Regions from separate parts of the Zea mays genome. Here region 2 is linked to region 1. The links are chromatin contacts, called in public Hi-C maps. All regions are on one chromosome and are shown on one strand. Each heading gives the region's core, a stretch centred on a gene start, on an enhancer-like site or on the middle of the called end of the contact. The rest is flanking DNA. Distances are from core to core; before and after follow the strand shown. Region 1 holds the start of LOC100281742 (arginyl-tRNA synthetase). Region 2 holds the start of LOC111674469.

The links. A called contact is a pair of places that touch in the nucleus more often than the background predicts.
Region 2: a contact with region 1 is called in a Hi-C map of ear, with 3 times the contacts expected there. The contact joins the promoter of LOC111674469 here to the promoter of LOC100281742 in region 1. A contact is called at or near these places in 3 of 25 Hi-C or Micro-C datasets (bundle sheath, ear and endosperm).

What each region holds. Positions count from the first base shown.
Region 1 is chr8:129,127,187-129,134,407 of Zm-B73-REFERENCE-NAM-5.0, reverse strand. It overlaps LOC100281742 (arginyl-tRNA synthetase), which reads left to right and starts at 4,230. Exons shown (of 18, transcript NM_001368092.1): 1 at 4,230-4,327; 2 at 5,154-5,266; 3 at 5,362-5,483; 4 at 5,625-5,700; 5 at 5,856-5,957; 6 at 6,052-6,267; 7 at 6,883-6,963. The coding sequence starts at 4,237.
Region 2 is chr8:129,695,465-129,702,685 of Zm-B73-REFERENCE-NAM-5.0, reverse strand. LOC111674469 reads left to right here and starts at 4,526. Exons shown (of 2, transcript NM_001359498.1): 1 at 4,526-4,769; 2 at 5,369-7,221. The coding sequence starts at 5,434. The coding sequence ends at 7,065. LOC100216772 reads left to right here and starts at 4,504. Exons shown (of 7, transcript NM_001359497.1): 1 at 4,504-4,769.

The sequences.
Region 1 (7,221 bases), core at 2,981-5,480:
TCGAGGTGAGCCCGACGGTCGCGTCGATGGTGCTCGTTGCCGAGGTGGCCCGGGGCCGCAGGCGCGGTGTTGCGCGTGCGCCCGGTGTAGACCGAGGCTTCCCGCATGAATCGGGAAGTCGCGGCATGAGGTTCCGAGGGATAACCTTGCCTTCGGGAGGCAGTGCTCTCGGCCCGCCGGGCCGCAGCGCCTTCCAGGAGATTCTTGAGTTCTCCCTGGATTCGCCGACCCTCGGTGGTTGACGGCTCCGGCATCGCGCGGATGAGCATTGCTGCGGTTGCCAGGTTCTGACCAACCCCGCTGGATGCGGGCGGCGGCCTGATCCTGACATCGTTGGCGACGCGGTGCTGGAGACCTTGGGGCAGGTGACGTATTTCTCCGGCCAGGGGTTGGCCCACCAATGCTTGTCCGACGTCCCGACGGATCGGCTCAAGCGCTCCTGTTCCCTCGTTGAGCCTGGCCTGCGCCTCGCGGACTTGCTCGAGTTGTGGGTCGTAACCCCCCGCCGGAGCGGGGACCACAGCTAGCTCCCGTGGGATGTCGGCGCGAGGCACCGGCCTAGGGAGATCACCGTCCTCCGGCATGCCAAGATGGTTGCCTTCGGAGGGATCCCCTAGCTCGATGTGGAAACATTCGCGGCTTGGGCCGCAGCTCTCGTCGCCAAGGCTGCGGCTTCCATCGGAACAGTCGGATAGGCAGTAGTCACATGCGGTCACGAAGTCCCGCACGGCACTAGGGTTGCCAAGTCCGGAGAAATCCCAACCGATGCTGGGATCGTCATCTTCCTCGGACCCAGAGGGCCCGTAGGTCGAGACGTCCGTCAGTCGGCCCCAAGGCGATCGCATACGGAACCTCAGTGGGGTTGCACTCGCCTCAATGAGGGCGCCCGCCAAAACGAGGTCGTTTGGCGGGTTGAGGCCGAGTCGAAATGACGCAAGATGGGAGTTAGTCGGTACCTTTTGGTCGACGAGGAGCGACGTAGTCACATCGGGGACTGGTTGCACCGTCATCTCTGGTTCGAGGGCGACGTCCTGCAGGCTTTCCGCGAGCGCGCCGGCGTCGTCTTCTTGCTCGGGGTCAGCGTGCAGCGGGGGGACGGCGCTTGCCTCCGTCTTGAACGCGAGGTCGACGTCCGGCGTGCCTTCCGTCGGGGCGTCGGGGGCGTCGATTCGCTCGACGGCCGACGAAGCGCGGCCTCCCACCTGGCCTTGACGGCCCCGCCTCCTCCTCCGTTGGCGGGGGAGAGAACGGAGCGAGCCCGAATGTTGCCCTTCCACCACACGGGGAAGACGTCGTCGATTCCGCCGCCGGCGGGCGGGTTGTCGGCCGCCATTGTCGTAGTCACGCGGCGGTGGAAGAAGTATCATGTCGTAGCTGCCGTCGAAGGACATGAACTCAAGAGTCCCGAAACGAAGCACCGTCCCGGGCCGGAGAGGTTGCTGGAGACTGCCCATCTGGAGCTTTACGGGGAGCTGTTCGTCAGCACGCAGCAGGCCCCTACCTGGCGCGCCAACTGTCGGCGTTTCGAGACAGGGGGGTCCCTAAGCCGACGAGTGAGTGTGCTGCGTGCCCCAGCCCAGATGGGTCGAGCGCGTGGGCGAGCGCGAAGGGGGGAGAGGTGAGGTGGCCGGAGTCGAGCGTGAGAGAGATGGAAGTCCCGCGGCCTTCGTGTTCGTCCCGCGCCCAGGTCAGGTGCGCTTGCAGTAGGGGGGTTACAAGCGTCCACGCGGGTGAGGGAAGCGAGCGGCCCCAAGAGAGCGCCTGTCCCGTCCTCGGTCCCGCGCGGCCAACCTTCTCTAAGAAGGCCCTGGTCCTCCCTTTTATAGTCGTAAGGAGAGGATCCAGGTGTACAATGGGGGGTGTAGCAGAGTGCTACGTGTCTAGCGGAGGGAGAGCTAGCGCCCTAGGTACATGCCAATGTGGCAGCCGGAGAGATCTGGGCACCCTGCTGGCGTGATGTCGTGGCTGTCGGAGGTGCGGCGGAGCCTGACGGAGGGACAGCTGTTGGAGCGGTCGAGTCCCTGCTGACGTCGTCCTGCTTCCGTAAGAGAGCTGGGGGCCGCCGTCGTCATAGAGCTTGTGGAGCGCCATCATTGCCCCTCCGGCGGAGCTGGCCGGATGGGACGCCGGTCTTGTTCTCCGTGACCCGAGTCGATTCGGGGTAGGATGATGATGGCGCTTCCTGTTGACGTGGCGGTCTGTGCCCTAGGCAGGGCGACGTGGGGGTTCCTCCGAAGCCGAGGTTGAGTCTGCCTTCCGTTGCCGTGGCCGAGCCCGAGCCATGGGGTCGGGCGAGGCGGAAGTCGTTCGGCCGAGGCCAGGGCGGAGTCCGAGCCCTGGGGTCGGGCGAGGCGGAGTTTCGTCGTCTTCCGGGTCTTAGCCCGAGTCCGAGCCCTGGGGTCGGGCGGAGCGGAGTTCGCCGTCTTCCGGGTCTTAGCCCGAGTCCGAGCCCTGGGGTCGGGCGGAGCGGAGTTCGCCGTCTTCCGGGTCTTAGCCCGAGTCCGAGCCCTGGGGTCGGGCGGAGCGGAGTTCGCCGTCTTCCGGGTCTTAGCCCGAGTCCGAGCCCTGGGGTCGGGCGGAGCGGAGTTCGCCGTCTTCCGGGTCTTAGCCCGAGTCCGAGCCCTGGGGTCGGGCGGAGCGGAGTTCGCCGTCTTCCGGGTCTTAGCCCGAGTCCGAGCCCTGGGGTCGGGCGGGGCGGAGTTCGCCGTGGCGCCTTTGGCAAGGCCTGACTGCCTGTCAGACTCACTCTGTCGAGTGGCACTGCAGTCGGAGTGGCGCAGGCGGCGCTGTCCTTCTGTCAGACTGGCCAGTGGAGCGGTGGAGTGACGGCGGTCACTTCGGCTCTGCCGGGGGCGCGTGTCAGGATAAAGGTGTCAGGCCACCTTTGCGTTAAATGCCCCTGCAATTTGGTCAGTCGGTGCGGCGATTTAGTCAAGGTTGCTTCTGAGCGAAGCCAAGGCCTCGGGCGAGCCGGTGATGTGTCCGCCATAAAAAGGGGGCCTCGGGCGAGACAGAAGTCTCTCGAGGTCGGCTGCCCTTGGCCGAGGCTAGGCTCGGGTGAAGCGTGATCGAGTCACTCGTGTGGACTGATCCCTGACTTAATCGTACCCATCAGGCCTTTGCAGCTTTATGCTGATGGGGGTTACCAGCTGAGAATTAGGCGTCTTGAGGGTACCCCTAATTATGGTCCCCGACACAACTATAAATGGTCCAAGTGCACATTTTCCTTTCAACATTCGACCCGCAAATTGTGTGTGGTTCGCTCGCGTCCGATTAAGCCGACCCTTTTAGGAGGGGTGCGGTTCGCCCGATCCTCTTCCGTCTCGACCGACCCCTAGGTGCACCTACTTCGCGTTAGGGCTTGAGACTGATGCCACCCCATAGAGTTGACATTGGTCCGCCTGCGCTCGGGGGTTAGTTGGGTCTCATTCAAGCCTCTTTGGAGCGATTTTACTCAGGGCTGTTTTGGTGACCGGGAACCTCCCCATGGATCTCCTCGAATTCCCTAGTCACCAAACTAGCCCTCATCGTGACCCACAAGCCTTGGTGCATGGGTTTTTTTAACCCCGACACAAGCTACCATGCTCTTATATCTACAACTAATAGTTATTTCAACCAAACATATTTTAGTTTTCGCACAACGTCAGTTCATAACAGATTTTTTGTAGCTCACATCTATAATTATATTTTTGGTGGTCTATGACTGAACTAAACATACCCTAATTAAGAGGTGGAAATCCATAATATGTAGCTACTAAATGTAAAATGGCCGAGTTCATATAATATAGGATCTATATTTTATAGAAGTATTATTTTTATCATATATATTTAGACATAATATGTAGCTAAATATAAAGTAAAATTATATAGGAAAATTAAATATCCTATGAAAAGACAGAGTAATATAATTATATATAATACTTCTTCTGTTCTAAATTAAAACCTATTTTAAATAATTACTAGATTCAAACAATATTTGAGTATGTGTTTTACGTGTTTAGATTTATATGTTTTTTCTATATATATGAATATACAAAATTAAGAGTTAAAACGAATAGAAGTACATATATTTGGAAGAAAAAAGGCAAGCCAAACGACCCCTCGACAAGCCTCGCGCCGTCGCGCGGTGCCTGTGTACTGTGAGTCAGTGAGTGTGACTGTCTGTGTCGCGCACGCTACGCTACCTCCTGTGACCGTGAGAGGGGGAGGGGGTATTTAACTGACGGCGGGACGAGGATGCAAGCTCTCGCGGCAGCAGCAACTGCAGTGGCGGCGCCTACCCCCGCGCGCCTCCGTCTCCCGCTCCTCTTCCGCGCCCCGCGCTCCGGTGAGTTCGCTTCCCTCTCTCCTTCCTCCTCGAGCCCTCTTCTCGGACCGCCTCAGCTCGCCGCGGAGAAACAGCCGAGAGGATTTTAGGTTCGGTCTCGGACTCTCGGTGTGAGTGGGACGCGCGGTTTTGGGGGTTTAGGGGTTGGTAGTCCGGGTGGGGCATTAGATTCTAGTTTGAGAGTTCAAAAACCGGAGGGGACTAGAGGGGCTAAAATCGCCTGCATAAGAAGGGGATTTTAGCCAATCCCGTTTTTGACTCCCAAACTAGATGGTGTCTGCGTTTCCGTGGTTTCCCCGTGGATTTTGGAGGGGGCTCGGGGTTCGGATGTTGGGTAAGGCTGGGTTTATAGATTTGCTCTGTACTGGGGCTCACCCTCTCCAATCCCGTTCGCATCAGCGGGGATTAGTGTAGCGTCAGGACTCACGTGCGCTTCTTCTAGATGAATAAATTGCTTTAAATTGTTTTAAATTGTTAACAAACATTGCTTTAAATTGTTAACAACTGGTGAAGGCACTAGATTTGGATTGCATCAGCTGATTGGGATCGTCTGTCAGGAACCTTGAACTTGTCATGCTTTGGGTTCGGTTACTCATGCTCATTTTATTGCTTAATTAATTTGGACTTGGTTTTTTTTTGAACGGCGTCGGTTAATTGTGCCATTTGATTTCGTAATCTGCTTCAAATGAACAGTGTGGGCACATTTGGATTGTTAGTGGATTGGGATAGGAGTGTCACACTTTTATGCTTCCTTTTCAGTTCATTGAAGACTCGCTGCATTGGTTAATTGTTTGATTTGGACTGTTTTCTCGTTCTGGCTAGTCAGGTCACTGTAGACCCGCTTCTTCCTCCAGGCTTCTGCGGATCTCGTGCAGTGCCACCACTATGGGAGACGAGACCTCGACCTCCGTTGCTCCTCAGGAGCAGGAATCCACTGTGGTGAGTGCACTGGGTGGGCTGCTGCCTCTGAAAATGATTGCATTGCTTAATTTTCTTTTCTAGTTTCCCTGCTTCATTTGAATTTAACCATGCAGCGGGCTGGGAGTGTCAAGCAACAGCTCTCCAGGCTGGTCCTTTCATCCCTCCAGACTACATTGCCCGATGTGGAGGTAGAACCGATGGTTGAAGTTTCAGCAAAGTTTGCTGACTACCAGTGGTACCTTGTTTGCATGTTGCCTTACCTGCTGTATCGATCCCTCATACAATCTGACTATTTGTTGCTTCTTTATTAATTATTATAATTAATTAACTTTCCTTCCATGAGCTCATCAATTGATTCTTGCTGAACCATGTGCAGCAACAATGCTATGGGATTATGGTCAAAGGTTAAAGGATCTGGAACAATTTTCAAAAACCCTAATTCCATTGGGCAGGTATTTGTCTGTATACCTTTTTGTTGTATAGACTTACACTAAGTACTTTCTCATAAGACTTGGAACTAATATTTCTCTATGACCCACTTCACTTTTTCATTCATGCTCAAGCTCTTTTACACTAACAACATACTGTTCTCTTCACATTTTCTCAGGCCATTGCCAAGAATCTGCCGTCTTCTGATATTATTGAATCTGCATCTGTTGCTGGACCTGGTTTTGTGAACATTACCTTATCAAACCGCTGGGTTGCACAGGTTTGACTGAGATTTTTTTATCTACAAGTTATGCTAGCATTAGCAGTGCCATTATCTATTCCCGCAATTTGTCAATGAGCTACATTATTTGCAGAGAATACAAGATATGCTTGTTAACGGCATCAAGACTTGGGCACCAGTTCTGCCAGTAAATAGGACAGTGGTTGATTTTTCATCACCTAATATTGCAAAGGAAATGCATGTGGGACATTTAAGGTCTACAATTATTGGAGATACATTAGCACGCATGTTTGAGTTCTCGAATGTTGTTGTTCTGCGCAGAAACCATGTGGGAGATTGGGGTACACAGGTAACAAGTCTTGTATTGTGATCTAAACATTTTATTACATGCTTTTGGTGAAACAAAATATTTTTACATATGGCTGAACTGCTTTAGTACTTGATTCTTGTGAAAAATACTCTCTGGTGCAGTGGTGCCCAATCTTTCGTATACCTACTTCTATAGCGTACCATTGCTTATTACATCTGCAATTTTCTTTGTCTTCATTGGCCAAAAGGTTCACTCAGCGCCGGTTCTGCTGGTGTTGTGTTAATCACCTTGGACAATTTGCATTTTTGTACCTTACACTGTGCATTCTGTTTTCTTACCTGATACCCAGAGTCTGTTTCCACTTCGTAATGAGATTTATTTATTTTTTCTATAGAAGCATCACCAAGCTTTCCTTAATATTATGACTACCTTTTTTTATATGTGTAGGAATGTCCATGTAATTTCTGTATCTAGGCTTACCTATGAGCACATTTTCATTTTGTAAGAAGTAAAATCATGCATAAATTAAAAGATATTGTGTGTGGCTGGGCTGTTTGAGAAGTTTGTGCCTTGGTTTTCTGTATGTGGCCTAAAAGATTGAGACTGTTTACCGCTGCACATGCAGCATGCTAACTCATGTTTGTGTTCATGCAGTTTGGGATGCTAATAGAATATCTTTTTGAGAAATTTCCAAATTGGCAGGAGATAGGTTGCCAGGCCATTGGGGACCTTCAGGTAACACATTCAATGCAACGATGCAATTATTTGTCTCTTGGCTCTCTGCATACAAAACATGCAAACATGAAAGCTAAATATGATGCCGAGTTGACCATTAAGTTTTGTTGTCATATACTAAAAATATTCAGGATAAAATGATGAAAGTATTTCTGTGAAATATTTACTCAAACCACATATCCCAACACTTACAAATATTTATTTGGTCAAAATTAACAGGCTCTGACTGTATTCTTGGTAGCACTTGTGAAAACCACA
Region 2 (7,221 bases), core at 3,277-5,776, 570 kb before region 1:
ACCTGCAACGGCATTTAATGCGCGCCAGAGCGCGCAGAAGGCAGGCACGCGCGTAGTGGCGCACCGGACACTCTACAGTGCATGTCCGGTGCGCCACCGGACATCCAGGCGGGCCCAGAAGTCAGAACTCCAACGGTCGGAATCCAATGACTTTGGTGACGTGGCTGGCGCACCGGACATGTCCGGTGCACCATACGACAGACAACCTCCACCAACGGTCATGTTTGGTGGTTGGGGCTATAAATACCCCAACCACCCCACCATTCATTGCATCCAAGTTTTCCAGCTTCCAACCACTATACAAGAGCTAGCATTCATTGCAAAGCACACCAAAAGAGATCAAATCCTCTCCCAACTCCACACAAAGCTTTAGTGACTAGAGAGAGTGATTTGTAGTGTTCATTTGAGCTCTTGCGCTTGGATCGCTTCTTTTCTTTCACATTCTTTCTTGTGATCAAACACTCACTTGTAATTGAGGCAAGAGACACCAATTGTGTGGTGGTTCTTGCGGGAAGTTTGATTCCCAAGTGATTTGAGAAGAGAAGCTCACTCGGTCCGAGGGACCGTTTGAGAGAGGGAAAGGGTTGAAAGAGACCCGGTCTTTGTGACCACCTCAACGGGGAGTAGGTTTGCGAGAACCGAACCTCGGTAAAACAAATCCTTGTGTCACACACCTTATTTGCTCGAGATTTGTTTTGCACCCTCTCTCGCGGACTCGTTTTTATTTCTAACGCTAACCCGGCTTGTAGTTGTGTTTATATTTGTAAATTTCAGTTTCGCCCTATTCACCCCCCCTCTAGGCGACTATCACGCTTGATACTAAATCAATTGTGTTGATCCCAAGTAAATTCCGCAATCACATAGAGCAACACTTGCAAGAAGAACTACTCTCTCTCACTTTGATTGAATTGTTTACCGTTCTAACGCCTATCCGGGTTTGAGTTTTTGTATTTAGCGATAAATTTTCCCCTCCTCTAGGCGACTTTCAATTGGTACCCAAGATCGACACTTCATCTAGAGTCGAACAACTTGAAGTGATGTCGGGAGAATTCACAGGCAAGAATGAGAAGATGCCCTCGGGAGAAAAGCCTAAAGGAAAGATGCCGTCAGGAGGAAAGCCCAAAGAAAAAGTGCCCTCGAGGGAGAAGCACAAGGGAAAGAAAGAAGAATCCCAAGGATCCTCCAGATCGCACAAGATGAAGGACGACAATAAGGAAAGGATGAGTAAGGTGGTCTACTATGAGACTGACACTTCTTCATCACCTTCTACATCCCGCGTTGAATCTACATCTTCAAAGCACCATGAGAGCAAACCGGTTAACCAAATTCCATTTTGTTATCCTTGCATTCCTAAACATACTCCTTTGTTTTTAGTTCTATTAGGAAAATCATCACAATTTGATGGCGAGGATTATTCATGGTGGAGTCTTAAAATAAAGAGTCACTTATACTCATTCCACTCAAGTATTTGGGATGTTGTTGATTTAGGAATGAATATATCAGAGATCGGTAATGAGGACTACGACCCAGATGAGGTGGCCCAAATCATCCACCGCAACCCAAGCCATAATGGTATTACATACCTCTTTGTGTATGGAAGAATACAACAAGGTGAATGGGTTGAGAACCGCCAAGGAGATTTAGGACACACTCAAGATAACAAATGAAGGTGACAAGATCACAAGGATGGAGCTCATTGAAGGATAATTTGGAAGGTTTGCCATCAACAACGGAGAAGGATCATAAGAGATGTACAACCGACTCAAGTCATTGGTGAACCAAATCCCTAACCCTGGGAGCACAAAGTGGACCGACCATGAAGTCATTAAACTCATGCTAAGGTCACTCATTTCATGTAATGATACACTTGTTACTTTATTGCGTAAAAATCCTAGGTATGAGGTGATGACCCCCGAGGAGGTGCTTGTCAAGTTCCTTAGCCATGAGATGATGGTTAAGGAGTCCAAACACGTCGAGGACTTCACTCAAGGAAATGTATCCGCCACCGAGCCACGAATTGTTGCCCTCAAGGCAACAAGTGAGACGAAGGAGGTAGGGGCACCAAGCAAGGAGCTTTCAAATGACCCCTCCAAGCTTGATGATGAGATGGCTCTCATCATCAAAACCTTCCGACTAATCTTAAAGAGCCACAAGGGAAAGGTGATACTAAACACTAACAAACAAAAGTGCCATCTTTCAGCCCACGTGTTTCAGACATAATTGTTGAACTAAATGTAGCAAACATAGGAGCATAAAGTGCATAGCAAACTAAACCAATAAACAGAGCATAACCAACAAACATCTATGGTTGTGGAATCTTGAAACGTCAAGCTAACATCTCCTGTTTCAGTAACTTGAAATATTGTTTGGCCTCATCATCCATTGTAATATTGTTTGGCCTCATCATCCATTGTACTCGTGTCAGTTTCCACCACCTTTTTTGTCATGCTGATCTCTTTCAAGGTCTAGCTTTTGCTTCTCCAGCTCTCTTCCTTTGTCTAGCTTTTGCTTCTGTAGCTCAAAGAACATGCCATCACGTGCCTTTTGATTGTTGTATGGCTACACTCTGGATTCTCTATATTTTCATTTCTTCAATGAATGGATAACAATCGTTGTCTTCCCTTTTTCTGGCTCGCAAATTTTCCTTCTCAGCCTTCCTTCTAGGAGGTCTAGGAAGATTAACGATGTCACCATCAGTACCACTTTCACCATCCAAATTTGTGACCATAATGGGACCTTTTATTGATGACTACTTTGGCTCATGCCTAAGAATATTCCACGCATGGAACCATGTAAAGGCCTTTTTTATTAACTGATGGAACACATCTTTTTCTTTAGCAATCTAAAAAATAACATGACAAACACATGAGATGTTTGTATGGCAATCAAGATCAATAAACATAAACAATTTACCTTATCATTGATTGTTTTTCCACTTTCATTCTTTCTCTCTATGGCTTCGTAGTAACTTTGAAAAAGACTAACTTCTTGTTGGATTATCCCCCACCTATGCCGCAACGATGCATAATTATGATGTGGTTGAACATATAAGTTGTCATAATATTATTTGTGAATTCATTCCCAAAATCGACCATCTTTTTTATCCCATCCAACAATAGGATCTTTGCTAACATTTAGATAAGCCGACACAAGCAACATGTCCTCGTCTTCGTTAAAACTTTTTGATCGGTCCTTTGAATTTGTCTGAAAATTCATGTCAGCCGCAAGCGGTGACTTTGAGAATTCAGAATCATATTCAACATTGTCCCTTGAGCCTAAAGCTTGTACTTCATCTTGGTTAAGCAAATTTATGAAGTAGTTATCTTTGGAGGACATTGTACTACAAAACAAAACAAGTAATATATAGACATGCCAACAACCTGTGTAATCAACTAATGGGGAACAACAATTCAAACAAAATTATCACATGAAGTATTGAACAGAGACAAGCACAATCACTAAGCACAAATAATCATGAACATTAAAGCAGTGTGTTCAGGTGCTGCATACACAATCATCCTCATTGAATAGAGATAACCATTAGGGGCGACATACCTATAATCATGTATCATTCAGTCATGATCAACGATGTCGGGGGTCAAGCGATGTGTAGATGCAGGCGCTGCAACAGGTTTAGCCTTAGGCTGTGACATGGCACTGCCATCTATGGTGCTCCCACCAGATGTTTGGCGAAAACCAGTTCGGCCTCCTAGAATTGCACCAATTGTAGCCTGGAGCGATGACTTGCGTCGAGCATTGATTGCAACCTCTTGGACACGTTGCTCGTGGTCCATTAATGGGTAATGGGGACAAGAGATCGTGGGGCAGGGGGAAGTGCACGTGGGGGGCGACGGTTGTGCACGCAAGTGCGATTGCTGCTAGTGGGGTAGGGGGAAGTGCCCACAAGGGCGTCAATGTAGGGGGTGATTGTCTAAGAAGAGAAGGATGACGCTATGTAATAGGAGATGGGGACGCCGACTTAGGGATAGATGGTTGGCGGCGATGCCTCCATGGGGCGACCAAGCAGCTGCTCCTAGGGGTAGCACAACAAGGGGATCAGGTAAACAGAAGGGCGCGAGGAAGAAGGCAAGGAGGCGGTAGGTGCGGTTTGGGTAGAAGGAAGAAAACGATGGGATCTGGAGGACGCAAGGAAGGAGATGTCAACGGTGAATGTTCCGATTAGTTCGATCCAGGGATAGGGCAACTGTATACATGTTGTATATTTGGGATATAAGATGAGGTGTCCTATTCAGTTTTATTTTTTTTATGAAATAGGGAAATTGTTGGAGCTATATTTTTAGAAAAATGTCCTATAATTCAAGATACAATACCTGTATATGGCATTGTTGGAGATGATCTAGAGAGACTAAGATTTAGTCCAGAATCAAAACTTATTATACTTAGCGGGATCCCGAATTTAATAGCCCAACATTACTTGTACAGCCCAACAGCCCAATGCCCCCATGCATGGTGGAACCCTAGAGCTTCACCCCTTTTTAGCACCAGCATTCCGCCGCACGACCTCACTCACCACAGGTGCGGCGGCGCACACTGCTGCACACTGCACTCCCTCCGTCCCGCGTCCCCGTTCGGCGCTCTCGGCACGACCGCCGGTAGCCCGGGACGCACGTCGCACGGCCCCATCCCTCCTAGCGGCCGGTGACGGCACCGGCGGCCCTTTGCTCGGCTGTGCCCAAGCTGCGAGGGCGAGATCTACCCCCGCGTCCGTGCATCTTCGTCAGGCCCTTCTCCGGACGAGCACTCACAGGGTATACCGACCCCTTCTTTTCCGTCCCTGCTATACGAAACCGGCATCCCAAACCATGAACGTGATCTATTCAGCTATCTCCTATCTGTCCCGGAACCCGGTTCTTATCTAGTAATTACGACTGCAGTGTACATGCGTTATACCTGCTAACTTTAATTTTTTGGGAGCCCTTTTACTGGTCTGCCCCTGGCAAAGCCAGTTTTTTTTTTGAGTCGTTGAATACCTGCGATTAGAATTTATTATGGGTAGCAAAACAACGATGAACATGCTGCGAATAGTCTTCATTAGTCTTTAGGTCGCTGGTGATCAATGGTCGGTAGGGCAGTGCATGCCTTAATTTCTGGCTTGGATTGGAGTATTGGACCGTGAAGTGAGGTAGTTGTTGGTGATGGATTGATCGTGTATAGCCATGAACGGGTCACTTTTTCTTGTTCTGCACTTGACAATGCTAGTTTAATTTGAGTTGTTGAATAGCTCAGATTAGAATCGGTTGGGGGAAGCAAAACACCGATGCACAAGCTGTGAATAGTCTTTATTCCTCTACTATAGGTCGCATTGTAGCTGCTGCTGTTTTCCCAGTAATTTCAGCTCTAATTCCAGGTGTCAACATTCAAGGTATCAAGGAACGCAAACCTCCAGATTTTGTTACCTCAAGGAGAAGATACATGAATAGAAGCATTTGCCACCACCTCCTTGCCCACTGCAAAAAGCTAAGAGAGCTCCAGAGAATCCACGCTCTGGCTGTTACCCATGGTCTCCACCCCAACCATCAGTCTGTTTCCTGCAAAATCTTCCGCTGCTACGCTGATTTTGGCCATGTAGCTGATGCTCGCAAGCTGTTCGATGAGATCCCACACCCTGACCTTATCTTCTTTACTAGCCTCATGTCCCTCCATCTCAAGTTAGATCACCAACGCGAAGCTATATCCTTGTTTGCTCGTGTTGTTGCCGCTGGCCACCACCTTGATGGCTTTGCGGTTGTTGGTGCCCTGTCTGCCTCTAGTGGTGCTGGTGATCTAGTGGTTGGTAGGGCAGTCCATGGCCTTATTTTTCGGCTTGGATTGGATCACGAGGTCGTCGTTGGCAATGCATTAATAGATATGTATAGCCAGTGTGGGGAGTTTGAGTCTGCGGTAAAGGTGTTTGATAGGATGTTTCTGAAAGATGAGGTCACATGGGGTAGCATGCTGCATGGTCATATCAAATGTGCTGGTCTGGATTCTGCACTGTCGTTCTTTGATCTGGTTCCTGTGAGGAGTGCAGTTGCTTGGACAACACTGATAACTGGTCATGTGCAAGGCAGGCAGCCTGTACGGGCTCTAGAGCTTTTTGGTAGGATGGTACTGGAGGGCCATCGCCCTACCCATGTTACAATCGTAGGTGTACTCTCAGCTTGTGCTGACATTGGTGCTCTGGATCTAGGGAGTGTCATTCATGGGTATGGAAGCAAATGCAATGCCAGCTCGAATATAATTGTTAGCAATGCTCTGATGGATATGTATGCAAAGAGTGGGCGCATTGAGATGTCATTTTCTGTGTTCCAAGAAATCCAGTCAAAGGATTTTTTTACATGGACGACTATGATCTCATGCTGTACAGTCCAGGGAGATGGGAGGAAAGCTCTTGAGCTCTTTCAGGACATGCTTAGAGCTGGAATAGTTCCAAACAGTGTAACCTTTGTTTCTGTTTTGTCAGCATGCAGCCATGCTGGCTTGATAGAAGAAGGTAGAGAATTGTTCAACAGAATGCGTCAAGTATACAAAATTGATCCCCGACTTGAGCACTATGGTTGCATGATTGATCTGTTAGGACGGGGAGGATTACTAGAGGAAGCAGAAGATCTAATAGCTGATATGAATCTGGTGCCTGATATTGTTATATGGAGGTCACTTCTTAGTGCATGTCTGGTTCATGGCAATAATAGGCTGGCTGAGATTGCTGGAAAGGAAATTATAAAGATAGAGCCTGGAGATGATGGAGTTTATGTGCTACTTTGGAACATGTATGCATCATCAAATAAATGGAGAGAAGCTCAAGAGTTGAGGCAGCAAATGTTGACTCTTGAAATCTTCAAAAAACCAGGGTGTAGTTGGATAGAACTTGATGGTGTTGTCCATGAATTCTTGGTAGAGGACAAGACACATGATGATCGAAGGGAAATTTATGAAACCTTGGAATACATGACAAGGCAGCTCAAGACACATATCAGATTATCCTCATGGGAGCAACATGGTTCATCCATTTCTGTTGATGAAGAAATCATAGAATCATATACTGCTCATTTGTTGCATGATTGATTCACATGAGTCTTCCCATTAAATAGCCTTTTTTGTGCCGAAATCAAATTCGATGATCTCATTGTAATTTATTTATTATTAGTCTTATCTTGCAGCGTCTCTAGATCAAGATTATAGTGTAGAAATCCACTGCTGTAAGTTGGTGGCAAGAAATTA